Linked DNA regions of Mus musculus: all the other regions are linked to region 1. A link is a contact called in public Hi-C and promoter capture Hi-C data. All regions are on one chromosome and are shown on one strand. The core of a region is the stretch at or near the end of the contact, and the rest is flanking DNA. Distances in the headings are between cores, read along the strand shown. Region 1 holds the start of Zfp768 (zinc finger protein 768). Region 2 holds the start of Zfp771 (zinc finger protein 771). Region 3 holds the start of Zfp688 (zinc finger protein 688).

Evidence for each region. Hi-C and Micro-C count contacts between places; a contact is called where the count stands out from the background. Capture Hi-C pulls out chosen DNA fragments and counts their contacts.
Region 2: a Hi-C map of the CH12 cell line shows a contact between it and region 1. The contact joins the promoter of Zfp771 here to the promoter of Zfp768 in region 1. A contact is called at or near these places in 3 of 39 promoter capture datasets (the C10 cell line, the HPC-7 cell line and macrophages), 3 of 15 datasets of contacts at CTCF or cohesin (CD8 T cells, the NIH/3T3 cell line and large pre-B cells), 32 of 484 Hi-C or Micro-C datasets (the 63-12 cell line, the AML12 cell line, B cells and 22 more), 14 of 115 datasets of contacts at active chromatin or transcription factors (the HPC-7 cell line, the SCID.adh cell line, Th17 cells and 7 more) and 3 of 9 other capture datasets (adipose tissue, liver and pancreatic islet).
Region 3: a promoter capture Hi-C map of adipose tissue shows a contact between it and region 1. The contact joins the promoter of Zfp688 here to the promoter of Zfp768 in region 1. A contact is called at or near these places in 22 of 39 promoter capture datasets (the 3T3-L1 cell line, 3T3-L1-derived adipocytes, the HPC-7 cell line and 15 more), 1 of 15 datasets of contacts at CTCF or cohesin (the NIH/3T3 cell line), 26 of 484 Hi-C or Micro-C datasets (B cells, the G1E-ER4 cell line, Th1 cells and 16 more), 9 of 115 datasets of contacts at active chromatin or transcription factors (the SCID.adh cell line, cardiomyocytes, embryonic forebrain and 4 more) and 4 of 9 other capture datasets (adipose tissue, embryonic tail, liver and 1 more).

Annotation. Positions count from the first base shown.
Region 1 is chr7:127,343,497-127,347,251 of GRCm38.p6, reverse strand. It overlaps Zfp768 (zinc finger protein 768), which reads left to right and starts at 1,938. Exons shown (of 2, transcript NM_146202.1): 1 at 1,938-2,103; 2 at 2,377-3,755. The coding sequence starts at 2,016.
Region 2 is chr7:127,242,525-127,246,279 of GRCm38.p6, reverse strand. It overlaps Zfp771 (zinc finger protein 771), which reads right to left and starts at 1,754. Exons shown (of 3, transcript NM_177362.4): 1 at 1,672-1,754; 2 at 1,146-1,295. The coding sequence starts at 1,286.
Region 3 is chr7:127,420,080-127,423,834 of GRCm38.p6, reverse strand. Zfp688 (zinc finger protein 688) reads left to right here and starts at 1,801. Exons shown (of 3, transcript NM_026999.4): 1 at 1,801-2,026; 2 at 2,317-2,430. The coding sequence starts at 1,831.

The DNA of each region.
Region 1 (3,755 bases), core at 689-3,188:
GACAGACACATCACTACTAGATCTGGACATCTGACACCCAAAAGGCTTAGCAGAGTCTTCAGAATCTTCAAACTTGCTGGCTGTGAAAACCCTTGATTATAGTATGCAGGAAGCTGAGCGCAGCGAATTGGCTCGTTAGCTGTCAAGACTACCAAACTTGCTTCAGTAGAAGAGTAGAAAATGATTAGATTAGATTAGATTAGATTAGATGATACTGACGACACGACTGTTCCATGCGAGAGTTAGGGGAAAGTCTTTATCTTATTTCTAATTGTCGATAGGAGAGAGAGAACAGCCAAAGCCATCTGGAAGAGTGCAGAGCACAGGGAGACAGGGAGAAAGGCTGAACAGGGCCCGCAGACTGGGCGGGGCCAGGGCTATCTGCAGGTATTCCTTCTACGCTCCGCCCAACAGTTACCTAGCAACAGCCAGGTAGGTCTGGCTTGCTATAAAAGGGCCTGTTTGGCCCACCTTCCTTCTTTCTCTTCTCTTCTTTCTCTTCTCTTCTCTTCTCTTCTCTTCTCTTCTCTTCTCTTCTCTTCTCTTCTCTTCTCTTCTTCTCTTCTCTCTTTTCTCCTCTCTTTTCTTCTCTTCTCTTCTCTTCTCTTCTCTCCCCTTCCCCCTCCCCCTTCCCTTCTGGAACTCTTCAGTGTCACTCTCCGAACTGTCCCGCACGCTTGTGAGAAAATCAAGAAACGAGGAATCAAACACAAGATTTGGAAAGGGAAGAAATTAAAGGTCGTCCTATGTTAGTATCTCTGGAGTGGCCCCTCAGCACCTGTAAAACCTGAGAGCAGAAGAAACGAGAAGGGAGAAAAGCAGAGGAGGAAGGGTGTCTACCCTAAGAGCCCTAGGCTTCCATTCTTCCTAATACAGGACAAACGGCTCAGGGGAAAGTTTACAAAGCGCAGGCCGAGCTCGCGAGGAGACGCCCGGCGCCTCCCTCTCTCACTCCCGCAGGCATTCCGGGCATCCTGTTAGAATGGCCTGAACGCCCTCTGCTCTACACGGCCCGGACCCACGGTGACCCCGGGACCACGGTGAAGCAGAGACAGCCGGCCCCAACAACCAATCCTGGGAGGAGTGGGCGGTGCCTCGCGGCGCGGAGGCGGAGCTGTTTCTCTGGCAACGAGCCCGCATCGCGGAGGGGGAGGGGAGGGCGAGGGAGGGGGGAGTGGGCGCGGGTGTCACTGTCGTAGCTCGGCGGGCTAGCAGGCTCTGGGCTCCAGAGCCTGGTTGTGCGGTCAAACGGGCGTCCGTCCGCGTTCCCGGTGCCAGTCCGAGTGCCCCGAGGCTGAGGCGAGGAGCTAGCCGCCTCCCCCGCTGGCGCCGGGAAGCGTCGCTCCTTCTCGCTGACCTTGGTCTCACTTGCCGCTTCGCCCTTGGCCACACTCAGTAGCCAGCACATGGTCGGAGAAACCTGCAGACAGGTCCCCGGTTAGGCCGAGACCCGCGATACAGACACACAAACTGCTGTTGCCCTTCCCGCCGGCTCCGGGGCGTCGGGTCGCCCCCACCCCCCGAGGCCCGGGAGATCCAGTCCAGGGTTAATGCCAACGAGTTTCCACCTCCAGCCGCTCCTAGAGAGGCCGCGGCGCGAGCCAGCGGGGGGAACTGGCCAGGGACGGACACTTCCTGTGCGGGGGGAGGGGGCAGGGGCGCAGTAGCCCGGCCGGGGCTAGGGGCCGAGACTAGAGGGTCTCGGGCTGGGAGTTGTGGCTGGGGGACGGCCGGAGGAGTCGCCTCGCCCCTCACCTCCGAGGCCACGACGCGCGGGGGCCGGTGAGGGCCACGAGACAATCGGGGACCTTGGGAGGGGGGCGGGGCAGCGGACAGGGGCGGGGCCGGAGAGGCCCAGGGTCAAGACGTCCGGCCTTCGCGGCCGAAGCCAGGCCGCCCGGTCTCCTCGGAGGCTCTGAACGCGCGGGTGGCGAGGGCTCGGGGCTCCAGGCACTCGAACTGGGTCGTAGGATCGTCCGCCATCGCCACCGCCGCCGCACTGGGAACTGGCAGGGATGGAGCGGGAGGCGTCGTCGTGGGGCCTGGAGTCCCGGGATGTGCACAGTCCCAACGCAGTGGGCAGCCCCGAAGGGTCTCTCAAAGGTGAGGGAAGGACCGCGCCTCTTAGGAGTGTGCCAGAAAACTGGGCTGTGGCCTGCGGGAGGGAAATAAGGCCGGAATCTTAAACACTTGGAAGTGGGGTGGAGGGTGGAGACTGAGTGCCCCGGGTCTTTAGAGGGGAGGTGGTACATTTTGTCACCTCACTTGTAGGGGCCAATGACCCTGCTTGGGGAGTGGGAAGAGAATTTTGGGACAATTAATGGACCCAATGACCTTCCAGACCCCCATTCAATCTGGATTTTCTGTAATTCTCAGATCCTGCAGGCAACACAAGTGAGAATGAAGAAGGGGAAATTTCTCAGCGAGAAGGCAATGGGGACTATGAAGTTGAAGAAATACCTTTTGGGCTTGAACCCCAAAGCCCAGAGTTTGAGCCACAAAGCCCAGAATTTGAATCCCAGAGCCCCAGGTTTGAGCCTGAAAGCCCAGGGTTTGAATCCCGAAGCCCTGGGTTTGTGCCCCCAAGCCCTGAGTTTGCACCCAGAAGTCCTGAATCAGATCCTCAGAGCCCGGAGTTTGAATCCCAGAGTCCTAAGTATGAGCCCCGAAGCCCTGGCTGCCATCCCAGGAGCCCTGGCTGTGAACCTGGGAGTCCTAGGTATGAACCCAAAAGCCCTGGGTACGGTTCAAAGAGCCCCGAATTTGAATCTCAAAGTCCAGGGTATGAATCTCAGAGCCCCGGGTATGAACCGCAGAACTCTGGAGATGGCGTTCAGAATTCTGAGTTCAAAACCCATAGCCCTGAGTTTGAAACTCAAAGTTCCAAATTCCAGGAAGGTGCAGAGATGCCTCTGAGCCCCGAGGAAAAGAATCCCTTGAGCATCTCCCTAGGAGTCCACCCCCTGGATTCCTTTACTCAAGGGTTTGGGGAGCAGCCCACAGGAGCGCTGCCTCCATTTGACATGCCTTCGGGGGCTCTGCTGGCTGCACCCCAGTTTGAGATGCTCCAGAATCCACTGAATCTGACAGGAACCCTGCGTGGGCCAGGCCGTAGGGGTGGCCGGGCCAGGGGTGGGCAAGGCCCTCGACCTAACATCTGTGGCATCTGCGGGAAGAGCTTTGGACGAGGCTCGACCCTGATCCAGCACCAGCGCATCCATACCGGCGAGAAGCCTTACAAATGTGAGGTTTGCAGCAAGGCCTTTTCCCAGAGCTCTGACCTCATCAAACACCAGCGCACGCATACAGGCGAGCGGCCCTACAAGTGTCCCAGGTGCGGCAAGGCCTTCGCTGATAGCTCTTACCTACTCCGCCACCAGCGTACCCACTCTGGCCAGAAGCCCTACAAATGTCCACACTGTGGGAAGGCCTTTGGCGACAGCTCCTACCTCCTGCGACACCAGCGCACCCACAGCCACGAGAGGCCCTACAGCTGCCCCGAGTGTGGCAAGTGCTATAGCCAGAACTCGTCCCTGCGCAGTCACCAAAGGGTGCACACTGGGCAACGGCCTTTCAGCTGTGGCATCTGTGGCAAAAGCTTCTCCCAACGGTCAGCACTTATCCCCCACGCCCGCAGCCACGCCCGTGAAAAGCCCTTCAAGTGCCCAGAGTGCGGCAAGCGCTTCGGCCAGAGCTCAGTTCTGGCCATCCATGCCCGCACCCACCTGCCAGGCCGCACGTACAGCTGCCCCGAT
Region 2 (3,755 bases), core at 505-3,004, 100 kb after region 1:
ACTGCCTGCCTGGACTACAGAATAAATTCTAGGCCCACCTGGGCAACTTGGTTGAGACTCTACCTCAATAGAAAAGGGCTTGGCTACAGTACAGAGACGGGTAAAGCCTTGGCTCAATTCTTAGTACTGCAAGAAAAACTAACAAGGCCGAGAAACTTGTCAGCTGGTAGGGAGGTGATGAGAATGGAAGTCCATCTTAATCTCTGGAGCCTTAGGTCCTTAGTGTTCAAACCAAAGTGTATGCGAGGTCTCAAAGTCAGGCTGAGTGAAGATGATAGCCAAGAAGGCTGGAAAGAACCGGACTTCACAGTTAGCAGTGGAAGAGGCCTAGAGAGCAGGTGTCCTTTCCCAGCAACTCATCAGGTCCGCTAGGGGAACGAGCATTTATCCCCAAGGCAGCCAGAGCCCTCCAGCTGAACTCAAGTCTACTGAGAAAGGGACAGCCCAGGGTCCCTGGCAGCTCTGGGAAGTAAAATAATTGGTGAATAGTTAGGGTCTCAAATGGCAGACTCTAACTCATTCTGATGTCCTAAAAACCTCCAGGAGAAAACCCAGATCCCCAGCATGCTCTGCCAACCAACCTGCCTGGAGCTGTGCTGGAGTATGAGGGAACTACTGTCCCATAGCTCCCTACAGACAGAGCCACTCTTCCAGTCTGGGGTAGTCACTTAGGTCGGTTGCCAACTGTCTTAGACTCAGTTCCTCACCTAGAAAATGGAGTCAGTACTAGCAACAAACCAGACTGGAGGTGCTTAGAATAGCATCTGGCACACCATAAACTATGCGAGAGGTAGCTGTTGTTACTGCGGCCTGGCCTCATCTTCCCTCACCTCTGGCCTTTGCTAACTCCTATATCTGGACTCAGGATACAGGATTGTGAGTTTACAGACATCAGGCTGCGTGGAGACTGAAGCCACTCAGCACGGTGCCTCAAGCAGCACCCAGCATGGCATCTGGCTCTCACAGTGGGCCAAACGTCTATCCAATGGGGCGTGGGGGGCAGTGAGCACAAGGATGGGCCAATTCTGAGTTTCTAGATCTGAGATCCAGGAAAAGGCGGGGGCAGGATTTTTGACTTCTGTCTGAGGGACGTTGAACCTGGCACAGGTTCGAGGGTGGGGGTGGGATCGGGACGGAACACGTACCTCCTTGTTGTCCACAGGGATCTTGAGTTTCACCACCTCATACTTCTCCTCACCCTCCTCCTCCTCACCCTTCACCAGCAGCACCATCTCCTCCTGCATCTCTTCCTCCTCCTCCTCCTCTGCCTGCTGTTCGCCAGGCATCTTGGTGTCCTGAGGCGGGGCGCTGGATCAGAGGCTCAGGACCCGCCCCCCACCCCCACCCCCACCCCCACTGTGGCCCCGGCCCAGACAAGGCGGTGCAGCCGTGGCTTCCCCCGCCCTGCCCAGGCTCCGAGTCCAGTCCTTTCCCATCCACCCTAACCCAACCCCACGCTCCGACACTGCCCAGGGCCCAGCTCAGAAGACACCCGTTCACCCCACTCATCCCGACATTCAGGGCCCTGAACAGTTCGAATCTCCAGCTCCCGCGAGTTGCCACCCTCCTCGCGCTGAGTCACTCCCCAGAGCCTGGGTCGGCGACCTGAGCGCTAAGGGATGAGCCGGAGGCCCGCTGGAGCTGAGGCCCCGGGGTGGAGTGCGCACTCACCAGCCCGAGGTTCGGTGCTCGTGCGGCCCCGGGCCTGGGCGAGGGGCGGTTGGGTGCTCTGCGAAGGCCGCGGCTCCGGAGGCGGGGGCGGGGCGGGGCCCCAGGGGCGGACATTCATTGGTTCGCCCGTCTGGCCCCGCCCCTAGGGGAGAGGCTGGAGGCCTGAGCTTCTGTCCCTAACCGCCCCGGGAGGGGTAGCCGGGACTCAGAGGTGTCCGCGGCCCGGAAACTCCTAACCAACAGACCATGCCTAGCCCGGCCTTCAAGGCCCTGCAGCCGAGTTCCAACCACCCTCAGCCGGGCTCCGCCGCTGCTGGATCTTGACGCCCCACCGAGATTGCTGTGCCCGCGTAGGCCACGTGCGCTCCCGGGGGTCTGGGCCTCTCGCTGGCGCCCCGCCTGGAGAGCGGGCCCTGTTGCCTCCTCTCTTCTTTCCCCTCCTTTTTCCTTCTTCGTTCTTTCTCGCGTCGCCTTCCCATCCCCTGATCTGCCAGACAGCTTACTGTTTGCCCGCATGCGGCCCAGATCCACCACCGCCCAATCTGTCGCTTTCATCTACCGAGTGTTGTTTCTGACTTGTCAGAGGCTCACTATGTAAACCTGGTTAGTTTAGAACCAGTGGCAAGCCCCCGACCCTCACCCCGAATCTGGAGAGTATAAGGCAGGAGTTGTCGTGCCTGGCTTGGGTACCTGTTCTTGAAAGTTTGCTGTTTTACACACTGGGTCACATTTGCTCAGCACAGAGGATTGCGATCTCACTTTACACGTGCACTTAAAGATAGTTCAGAGAGGACTGATTTACCTAAATTATACAGTAAAGAAGCATTTCTCACTACTGGTAGTGTGGGAAGAAATAGCCCAAGGTCAAATCCACTCTACAATACTACATACAGTACCATCTTGCCTATCTCTCTAGATATTTTTAACTGGGCATGGTGCCACTTAGCCCTGGGGAGGCAGAAGCAGGTGGACTTCTGTAAGTTGAAGGCCAGGCAGACCTGCATAGTGAAACTTTTTTTTTCTAATAAAAATAATAAAGGAGCCAGAGAGATGACTCAATGGTTAAGAGCACTGACTGCTCTTCCACAGGTTCAATTCCCAGCAACCACATGGTGACTCACAACCATCTGTAATGGGATCAGATGCCCTCTTCTGGTGTGTCTGAGAGAGCTACAGAGTACTCATACACATAAAATAAATACAATCTTTGTGGTTGTTGTTTTGGTTTTTTGTTTTGGTTTTTTTTTTTTTGGGGGGGGGGTTCGAGACAGGGTTTCTCTGGATAGCCCTGGCTGTCCTGGATCTCACTCTGTAGTCCAGGCTGGCTTGAACTCAGAAATTCACTTGCCTCTGCCTCCCAAGTGCTGGGATTAAAGGTGTGCGCCACCATGCCCAGCAAATACAATCTTTATTTTTTTTTTTTTTTTTTTTTTTTTGGTTTTTCGAGACAGGGTTTCTCTGTATAGCCCTGGCTGTCCTGGAGCTCACTTTGTAGACCAGGCTGGCCTCGAACTCAGAAATCCGCCTGCCTCTGCCTCCCGAGTGCTGGGATTAAAGGCGTGCGCCACCACGCCCGGCCAAATACAATCTTTAAAAAAAATAAATTAAAAAAGAAAAAGAGAAGGGTGGGAGACAAAATCAGAGAGGACAGTTGTGTCCCAAAGGCTTCTGATACCACCAATATCTAGTGACTCCCATGAGTATCAGTTCCAGATAGGACTGGAAACAGAAACTTGAAGTTCCATGTGATGGCTCACCTCTGGAATACAAGCAACTCTGGAGGATCCTGAGTTCAAAGCCACCTGGGCAGCAAGATAGAAGCCTCCATTTCACAAGGAAAGAGACTGCGTCGGGAAGCTGAACAGGAGGCGGCAGAAGCGGCTCCGGAGCTGTCCTGATGGTCAGGATGCTCCTTCGCAGTTAAATGCCTTTTTTTAAGGTTACTGTTTAAAGATACACGACTGTGTGTGTACACATGCTTGCAGATGCCCAAATAGGCCACAAGAAGGTGTGGGATCTCCTGAGGTGGACTCAAGAGTTGTGAGGGATGCACGAGGGTGCTGGGAACCAAGCCCTGTGCCTCT
Region 3 (3,755 bases), core at 552-3,051, 77 kb before region 1:
TATAGATATGCTACATATATGCTAAAACTCAATTTATTTATTTTTTTCTAAAAAATGGGGTTAAATTAATATATTTTCTTTCTGACCCAGCCTCATTCTGTAACCCAGACTGGCCTACAACTCTTCCCACCTGGGTCTTCTGAGTGCTGGGCTTACACAAGCCCTCCACTGCTGGCTCCACCTACATATTAATAAACTTGGCAAAAAATTACAATGCAATTTAAAACTTTCTCTCATTCCAGTTCCAACCTCAAAATCCGTCAAAGCTGTGGCTGACCCCTCCTTCTCCCTCCACCCTACGGCTGCTGTAAAATGATCCGACAGGAGCTGTCAAAATGGTGGCTCATGTCAGAAAGGCCACACCTCTCTACCTTCTCAGCCTGCAGCCTTCATGGAAGCTGTCCACGGTGGCACATCTCTTTTCCCATCTCAGCAGGAGTTGTCCCACAGGAGCGGTGGGTGACACCTTTCCTGCCTCAGCCTACAGCCTTGGTGAATTGAACACCACTGCAGGAGCTGTCCACCCCCTCTCTAGCCTCCCCACACAGCTCCACAGAGATGCTACCTCAATCAAAGCCATCTGTAGCCATGGGCCCAATGCAGGAAAAGGGGGTGGTGGAAAAAAGCCACCAATCCCTGAGTAGGAAAAACAACAACAACAACAACAACAACAAAACCCCACTTCTCTCTGAGCATGAAAACCCACCAACACTTGAACAGGGAAAAACAAAACAAAACAAAACAAAACAAAAAAAAACACCAAGCCCTGAGCTCCCCAAGATCAGGATTTGAAATCCCACCAATCTTTACTCTCTGCCCTGAAAAGCTCTACCCCCTAAGAAGTCCTATATAAGGTCTGCCCTCTGTTCACTTCCCTATTGTCTGCTCCAAGGAGCAGAGGGCAGCTTTCTCTGGATTCATCCCTCCACACATTGGACCCTCCAGCTTGTGGTTCCTGAGCCCCCATGTCTCAGAATACCCTTCCCTTAGGAGACTGTCCCACCTCTGGGCTGTGTGGTTCCTGGGCTTCCACGTCCCAGAATATGCTTTCATCCGAGCAGAAACACACTAAGCACACCCCTTAGCCTGTAACTTAAATATACAGACTAAGCGAGCAGAACCACCGGTTCAAGTATTCTGTCAACTTCTCTGAAGACACGAACTGAGTTTCTGAAATGCAATACTCAGGCTTTGCCAGGTTCTAGAGGCTAACCATCAGATTCCAGTTACATCAGCAGGACGCACACTGGGAGACTGGGGAGACACTATCTCAGGCACCAGGGATGCCCAGGTCCTCAGAACAGTTTCAGATGTCCCGCCATTCCGAAGCCAATTGCAACACTGCTGCTCCTTGCCGTTACAGCCAATCATCAGCCGTTGTAATTGCGCACAGAGGTCCATGAGGCAGCAGGTAGCGGGTATTTTTTGAAGGTCTCTCTTTCCTACACATAGAAACGAACACCAACATTCCTGAAGCGGTCATTGTATTTAAGGGCAAATGGGGCGCCGCGGGCAGTGGAAGTCCGAAGTTTGTTAAGCTGCAGAAAGGGCACCTCAGTGCCGTCAATGACAACTGAAGCTAGGCGGTCTCCATGTTTTCTGAAGACATCTTTCGGTTCCCTTCACACCTTCGTGTCTTTGTGTGAGCAGCTGTGGAGTAAACACTATTGCTCTGCATTCCCTTGCGGCCAGTAAGGCTGCCGCGTTCGTTCCGCACGCGTTGCTAGCAACTGTGACCAAGGGGCGTGCCAAGGGCGTGGTTTCCCGCGGTTGCGGAGGCCGGAAGCGGAAGGCTAGGGCAGCCAAGCCGCTGCCTGGGCAGGATCCCCGATGGCGCCACCCCCGGCCTCACTGCTGGTTCCGATGCCTGGGGAGATCTGGCCCGGTTTCAGGAAGCCTGAGCTTGTGAGCTTCGCGGACGTGGCCGTGTACTTCTCCCCGCAGGAGTGGGGGTGTCTGCGGCCCGCGCAGAGAACCCTGTATCGGGAGGTGATGCGCGAGACCTACGGCCTCCTGGGCGCGCTCGGTGAGGCCCCGAGTCAGAGCCCCGCCCCCATCCTCCTGGGGGTTCACCGGGGAGTTGCAGTAGACCGATCAAGTGGATTATGAGCCCTCATCCCGCACTTTTCCACCAGCAGCATCAGTCACCTTCCATTCTCAGGGCTTCCTCGGGAGTCTCCATTCAGGCAAGAGCATCGCAAACCCTGTCCAGGTTAATGTGTGCATAAGTTCCGAGGAGGTGCCCTCACCCTAGTGGGATGCTATCTGCCCCGGCCAGCCTCTCAGGCCAGCACTGTGACCCCTGTTCTCTCTCAGGGTTCCCGGGCCCCAAACCAGCCCTCATCTCTTGGATGGAACAGGGGAGTGAGGCTTGGAGCCCCGCCGCCCAGGATCCTGAGGAGGGGGAAAGCCTGGGAGGAGCTCCGAGAGGTGAGGGATTGTCCCAAGTCCTCCTGAAACCTTGTTTGTCCGGGGGTTTCTTCTCTAGTAAACCTTTCTTTCAGATTCCCCATTCCAGCATCCCTACAGATTAGAGCCTACATGTTCAGATACTAAAGAAAAGAAAGCCTATCTACTCCAGAGTTTTGGAAATTCAGGAGAGCTGTCCTATTAAAAACAGTAGGGGGGCTGGAGAGATGGCCCATGAGTCAAGAGCACCTACTGTTCTTCCTAAGTACCAGCGTTCAATTCCCAGCACCCACACGGCAGCTTACAGCTGTCTGTAACTCCAGTTCCAGGGGACCTGACACCCTCACACAGAACCAAATGTAGGCAAAACACCAATGTATATAAAAACAAATAAATACATCTTAAAAAAAAAAACAGAGTAGGAGAATCTAGAACTCAAAGAATGTTTATGTTTCCAGATGTTTGTTAAAATAACACTCATTTCCCCTTTTTAAAACTAACTAAGGCTGGTCATTGTGGCACACACCTTTAATCTCAGTACCCCGGGGGGACAGAGGCAGGGGGATTTGAGGCCAATTGAGACAACATACTGTGAGACCTTGTCTCAGCTCACCACCCCTACCCTCCAAAAATCCCTAAAATGCCCCTAAAAATAGAACTTGTCTGCCTATCATAGTTCTTGAACAAGGCAAAGTGGTACACAAGAAAAGTGTCTGCCTGGATAATGACAGCTTGGCTCGTCTCCCATCTCTACCCTGAGTGGAAGAACCCTGAAGCAAATATGGTGCCTCATCTATCAAAGAACCGCTGCACCAAAACCAACTACAAAATACACCAGTAAATACTGTTTATTGAGCATTTACTAAGTGACCAATAAGCATGTATGTATTTAATCCAACAATCCTGGAAGTCAGGGGACCGTTACTTTTTCCCATTTGACACAGGAGGAAGGGGATTTTAACTGACTTTCAACAACTCCGTGTTAGCCACCGGGCTATGCTTTGGTGCTGCCTGGGTAACAGCTAGAGTGGTCAGTGCAGACGTGTTAGGTTTTACTGAAACTTTTTTCCTAAGATTTATCTTTATTATTTTTCATTCTGTGTCAGTGTATGGGTCTCCATAAGTGCAGCTGCCCAGGGAGACCGGAGTCATGAGCGTCCCTGATGCTGAAGTTACAGTGGTTGTAAGCTGCCCCATGTGGGTTTGGGGAAGTAAACTCAGGCCCTGTGGAAGGACAGCAAGTGCTCCTAACCACTGAGCCATCCCAGCCCCGGGTTTGTTTTATTTTTGTTGTGTTGATTGTTTTCATTTTTAAGACAGGTAGCTCTGGCTGGCCTGGAACTCAG